2 separate regions of the Mus musculus genome follow, and region 1 is linked to region 2. Evidence: chromatin contacts called from public promoter capture Hi-C data. All regions are on one chromosome and are shown on one strand. Each heading gives the region's core, a stretch centred on a gene start, on an enhancer-like site or on the middle of the called end of the contact. The rest is flanking DNA. Distances are from core to core; before and after follow the strand shown. Region 1 holds the start of Gclc (glutamate-cysteine ligase, catalytic subunit). Region 2 holds the start of Fam83b (family with sequence similarity 83, member B).

Evidence for each region. Capture Hi-C pulls out chosen DNA fragments and counts their contacts.
Region 1: a promoter capture Hi-C map of pancreatic islet shows a contact between it and region 2. The contact joins the promoter of Gclc here to the promoter of Fam83b in region 2. A contact is called at or near these places in 1 of 39 promoter capture datasets (embryonic stem cells), 1 of 115 datasets of contacts at active chromatin or transcription factors (extraembryonic endoderm stem cells) and 1 of 9 other capture datasets (pancreatic islet).

What each region holds. Positions count from the first base shown.
Region 1 is chr9:77,752,461-77,755,910 of GRCm38.p6, reverse strand. Gclc (glutamate-cysteine ligase, catalytic subunit) reads right to left here and starts at 1,376. Exons shown (of 16, transcript NM_010295.2): 1 at 952-1,376. The coding sequence starts at 1,101.
Region 2 is chr9:76,565,463-76,568,474 of GRCm38.p6, reverse strand. It overlaps Fam83b (family with sequence similarity 83, member B), which reads left to right and starts at 1,360. Exons shown (of 5, transcript NM_001045518.2): 1 at 1,360-1,411.

The DNA of each region.
Region 1 (3,450 bases), core at 127-2,626, 1.2 Mb before region 2:
ACACAACAAACTTTGGACTAAAACTGGAGAACTGCCAAACGAGTGTGTCCCTTTCCTGAAAGAAAATGTGGTGATAGACAATTTTTTTTGTAGGAATATATATTAGTCCTAATACTTCCTTAGGCCAAGCATAATTCTTTCAGCTGCAGATGGCAGAATCATCTACCAACATTAGATACAGAAAAACTAACTTTTCGCAAGCTAGTCTATGCCGGTACAGCAACACTTTGAAACTTAGCCCAAGGATAATACTAAACGATAAATACATACAGGAGTGGCACGCTATCTGCCGTAAATGCCAACCCCACACAATAAAGGTCAGACTCAAGAGGTTATTTAACTTTATGTATCTTTTTATCAATGTGCTTATTTAAAAATAGGGGATGCACACACAAAAAAATGTTTTTAGCGTTGCCGCTTTCAGATGGTTCGAACAAATGGGTCCCAGAGATCATGCACAAGTTTTAGCATTGACTGGTAACGCTTAGCTGCTGGCTCTAACCAGTCTTACCTAACCTCTAAGTTGTAAGCATTTACAGTTAAACCGGATAATGAAGTCTCCCGTCTTTTAGGAAGACAACCCCAAGTCCTTAGGTCTAGCAATGTATTTGTTGCAATGTATAACTCTAAAGTTTGCGGACAGATGTGAGATGTGTCAGGCGTTTAAGAAAAAGAGCTAGAGAAAACCGAGGGCCGAAGCAAACACCCTGGAGATTTGAAACGTGATAGCAAGCCAGCCGGGCAAGTCGGTCCTGTACACACTCATCTCCAAGGCGAACAGTGCGACCGGACGCCGGGAGGCAGATATTCACACTCCTCCCGCTCAGGCCCTCCCTGTGTCCGAGCGGCTTGCCTCCCGACAGGAATGAATGAGCCCGAGTGGCCAGCGCCGAGCCCGGGCCGGTGGCGGGGCCGCGGGCGGCCTGGCCGAACAAAGGCGCGCGGGCTCACCTCGTCACCCCACTTGAGCACGTCCTTGTGCCGGTCCTTGACTGCGTGGTAGATGTGCAGGAACTGGAGGATGCCGTGCCTCCGCACGTGGTCGGCGTGGCGCTGGGTCTCTTCCCAGCTCAGTGGCGAGCCTTGGGACAGCAGCCCCATGGCCGCGTCCTCCTCCCGGCCGCAGCTCCGCTCTGGGGGCGCCCTCGGGCCGCGCGGCGGGCGTCCCGTCCGTTCCCGCTCCGGCTCGGACCCCGCCGCGCGGTTGACAGCCCGGGTCGGGGTCTCTCGCCGCCGCCCGGTCTCGCGCTCCCACGCCGGCCCTGCGGCCCTGGCCGCCGCGGCAGCGCTCCACTCGGCGCCGCCGGTGTCGTGCACGGGCTTCCTACTTGCGACCCAAAGCTGCGGCGACACAGAGCATGCCCAGTTCCGCGCCTGCCGCTCCGTGCGCCGCGCTCCAGATTTTATAGGCTGCGGCGGGGGCGGGGAACGAAGCGGCAGGTCGTGGGTGGGGCCTGGGGCGGGGGCGGGGCTGAGGCCGAGGGTGTCCGCGGGGGGGCGGGGCTGTCTGCGAATAAGGACTGAAAAGTCTGGGTCCTAAGAGAAAACTGGGTCAAAAAAAAAAAAAAAAAAAAAAAAAAAAAGGGAGGGGGGGAGAGGGAGAGAGAGAGAGAGAGAGAGCTGAAATATCTGAATATCTGTTCAACTCTGTACTGGTAGAAAGGGTATAAAGTTAAGAGTAATCCTTTTTTTTTTTTTCTTTTTTCTTCTTGGTTTTTCAAGACAGGGTTTCTCTGTGTAGCCCTGGCTGTCCTGGACTGGCTTTGCTGGACTCGAACTCATAGAGATCCTCCTGCCTCCCATGTGCTGGGATCAATTATGTGCACTACCACGCCTGGCTGAGTAATACTGTGTGAGTGTGTGTGCGTGTGTGTGTATGTGTGGTTTTTCGAGACAGGGTTTCTCTGTGTAGCCCTGGCTGTCCTGGAACTCACTCTGTAGTCCAGGCTGGCCTTGAACTCAGAAATCTGCCTGCCTCTGTCTCCCAAGTGTTGGGATTAAAGGCATGTGCCACCACTGCCTGGCTGAGTAATACTTTTTAATAAATGTTGTACGACTCCACATGGCATGGATATGCATAGAGTTGATTGCTGGTTATTTACATGCGTCCATGTATGGGCAGGGATTAGATATATGTATATCATCATTGTAAACCCTGTACGTTAACTATTTGCCAATGGGATCTCTGGTCGGCACAGAGATCACTCACTGTGCAAAAGAGGTCTTGTCTTGTCTTGTCTCCAAGTGTGCAGTGTGAGAAGTTTCTTCAGAAGTTTCCCCACCTTCAGAACCGAAGGTCCATCCAGCGGTGGTCATTCTATTGCTCAGGAGAGCTTTACCCTGAGTGCGGAAGGCTCTGGGAACTGGATTCCGTGGGAACGAAGGGAAGGTACCTTGCCCGAATAGTTATTCGATTAATGTTTTGCAACTGTATAAATATATGCAGTAACTAGATGATCCATTCATGTACAGAGGGCAGAAAACATTTATTACACCCTCCCCCCCCCCACACACACATTGTAACTACATTTTCAACATGTAGTTACTTAGAGACAAGATCTCACTAGATAGCCCAACCTGGCCTTGAACTCCAGGCAGCCATCGTGCCTCAGCCTCCTGAGTGTTGGGATTAGAGGCATGGACTTCCACATTTGCTTTAGATTTAATAGTTAATGAACACTCATCACAACATTCAATGAACACTAATCGATGAATGCATGATAGGAATATTTCCTCATTGAATGAGGCCATCAAAGAGCTTGGGGCCACAGATACTGAAAGTGTGGCTGTGATTTGCACAGTGGAATGCATTTAAGTATGTGCACAGGTTAGATGGCATCTAAAACTGAGGAGACATGATGCTGTCTCTCTCTCGCACATAGCTGGAATAATATTCTTTTAAAAAACCATTCTAACACCACCACCACTCAATCTTCACTACTTACTGCCCACTACCTTATTGTGTCCTCCCCACCATCCTTGCTAGGTTGTTAACTATGTTCTGATCCACCATTCTTTCTTCTTTTCTGGGTGCTGCAGATTCTCCAGCTGATACACTCCTTTGAGTCCTGACTACTCTGTGTTGTGCCTGAATTTGTATCACTATATATGTTGGATACTGGCTTTCCTTAGAGTACCGGTGATGTCTGTGTGTTTGTGTGTGTGTGTGTGTGTGTGTGTGTGTGCGCCCGCGCACGTCTGTGTGTGTATTTTGTACTTCTAGGGAACTGTTCAATATAGACTAGTGTTTAATAAGCCTAGGTTCTCTGTGAGCAGAACAGGTATTGGGAGATGGGGAGAGAAGCTGTTTTACCTGCATGTAAAGTACCCCAAAGAAGATTTGGTTATTCTCAAAGTCTCACCTCACATTTTCATACACCTGCATGACTCAGCAGGACAGCTGCCAGCCTCAAGTGATTATTGAGCATTTGGAATCCTACTGACATGACA
Region 2 (3,012 bases), core at 111-2,610:
CCAATATCTATTTGTTCTATTTGGTTTCTCCTTCTGAGACTGACTCCCTGAACTCTCCTGTTCTTTGGCTTCTTTGGGTCTGTGGATTGTAGCATGGTTATCTGTACTTTATGGCTAATATCCACTTATAAGTGACTACATACTATGCATGTCCTTTTCGGTCTGGGTTACTTCACTCAGGGAGATATTTTCTAGTTCCATCCATTTGCCTGCGAAATTCAGGATGTTTTTAATGGCTGAGCAGTATTCCATCGTGTAGACAGACCACATTTGAGATTGAGGGACCCGAAGAGGACAGGGACCCCACAGGAAGACCAACAGAGTGTCATCTAACCTGGACTCTTGGAATCTCCCAGAGAATGAATCACTAACCTGGGTGAGCACGGCTTGACCTAGGCTCTCTGCACATGTGTAGCAGATGAGCAGTTTGTTCTTCCTGCAGGTCCCTCAGACAAGGAGAACAGGGGCTATCCTAGTCTGTTTGTTGCCTACCAGCCTGCCTGTGGATCCCACACCCTTAAATGGACAGCCTTGTCTGGCCTCCATAGGAGAGGATATGCCTAGTCCTGCAGCAACTTAATGTTCAGCGTGGGTAGGGTAGTGGTGGGATGACAGCAGTGTGGCCTGACACCCAGAAGGGGGCTTCCCCTCTCAGGGGAATGGGGAGAGGACTTACTTGAGGGGAGGGGGGCACTGGGAGGAGAGGAAGAGCTGATATTTGGGTTGTAAAGTGAATAAATACATTTAATTAAACAAATCAAATTTCAGTCTCTGCTTCTTCCATTGTTCCCAGGAGAGAGCTGCTTGTATTGCTGACATCCCTGTTTTCAACTCTGTCCTTTCCTTCCAAGTAAATCAAGACAGTCGAAAATCCATACCCAAGCTGCTGGTTTTTGAAATTCTTTCTTTCAACTACCTTTCAATCTCTGTCTTTTCCAAACCAGCCAGGGGGCCTGCCCTGCGGGCTGTGGGCTACGGGCTGCGGGTCAGCCCTGCTCCAAAGCTTGGGGCTCCAGAGTGCATCCTGGAGCCCAAGAGCCAGGCGGAAAGCACCCCTGTCCAGCTCAAAGGTCCACCTTCTTCCCAGGTGTGCTTGGCTTTTCCGGGTCCCTGCTCGCAGCGCGCAGGTGTCCAGACTTGCTCCAGCGTCCCAGCCCGGCGGGCGAGGAGGAAAAGAAAGAGTGCTGTGTGCAGGGCTGGGATTTTGAGTTCAGACAGGGCGCTGGGCCGTGTGTGCTACTCTGTGTAGAGAATCGGGACCTGTTGCAACTCGCCGCCCCCTGGTGACACGCTCGGCACCGCCCGGGAGGTGCGGCCAGCTCCCGCCCGCCGCCCGCGCAGGTGCGCCTCCCTCCTCCCAGCTTCCTGGGCGCCACCTTCGCAGCGGCGGCGGCGGCAGCAGTGGCGGCGGGTGAGTGGAGCACGGGGACCGGACGGGGCCTGCAGAGTGCGGGGCTGCGCTCCAGGACTCTTCCTTGGACTTGGGGAGAGGGAGTTACAAAGTTTTGAAAGTGATGTCTCTGACTTTGGAGGTGCGGTCTAGAGAACAGGCGCCGCCCCCCCCAGGATCGCTTGATGAATTTCCTGCTGGCGAGAAGGACCCTCAGAGAAGATTAGGTGGAAGAGGGTCTGGGGAGAGCGAGGGAAGAGGGTGGAAATGGACGGGTCTGGGTTACCAGGAAGCCCAGAGCTCGGCTGCAGAGAGAGCTCAAAGACCAAGCAGAAGTTGAAGAGGAAGAGTTTTTCTATGATCCACTTTCTCTCTGCTGGATGATTAATTACAGTTGGGGTGCCTTGGGTCTGTGACCTCACTGAGCTCTCCAGATGGTTCTGATCCCTTGGGAATCCGCCCCTGTAGGTTGTGACCTTAAGCACAGAGGTGGCTTCTGGAAGGGTCTTGGAGACTTCAAGCCTGTTCTGTCTGATGGGTTTCCTGTGAGCGAGGGAGCGGAGAGCTTGTGTTTACTGCTGGGATCATGAGTGTGTAAAAAGACAATAGTGCTTTTTAGGACAGATGGGAGGTTATGGGAATGCCGGCGGCCCTTTGGCTATGGTTAGTGTGATAAGGCTACAGATTACAAGGTCTCTCTGATCTAGAGGTGGAGACTAAATAAATACATATCAAGAGACAAGAAGACATGCTGGTTGCAAGCAGTTGAAGCGAGATTATAATTTCCCACAGTCCATTTTCAGACTCAACCTCCTAAATCCAGGTTACTGGCAGGCACCTCCCTTCTTTCCCTTTCTCATCCCAACAAGCCCAAGGGCCCAAGGACATCTGACTGATGCTGAATCAGAGCTGACAAGCCACAGGGAAAGGAGGAAGATGATGAGAGGAGCTTAGGAGAGAAAACAGCTTGGAGTTTTCCAAAGTAAAGAACCAATGATGATTGCAAAGTGGGGCGGAGATCTGTCAGTCTTCTACTTACTGTCACTCTTAGTTCCAAGCACAGTAGCTAGCTGTCCCTACACCATCAGATTGCTAATTCCACCCCTTTGCTTTTGGGACTGGGACATTAGGGATGTATGCTTCTACCAAGGGTGTTTGGTGCAGCCTGCAGAGCCTGCCTGAGGGGATGGGTGGATCTCCTTTTTAAGCCTGGCAGGTGGAGACTGCAGCTGCTCAGAATTTACTGTGGGAAGTAGCTCAGTTGAAGAGTTGGTGAAAGGGATTGCACAGATGCAGAGACAAACCACACCCCTGGTGCTGACTCAGTGATGTCTCTGCGATTATGCTTTTGAGTTTACTTCTTAACTGGCAACATTCTTGGGGTGGAATAAGTAATCTATGTACATATGTATAACGATTAATTGTTAATTGTAATTATTTTAAAATATAATTACAATAATTAATTATTAGCTAATTATCTGTTGGTCGCTTCCTGTAGTTGTCACACATGCCTTACAGTGTATAGTCATGCTTGTTTATTGAGAATATTTTTTAAAAGATATTTTAAAAGATTATATTTATATTATCGTGTGTGTGTGTGTGTGTGTGTGTGTGTGTGTTAT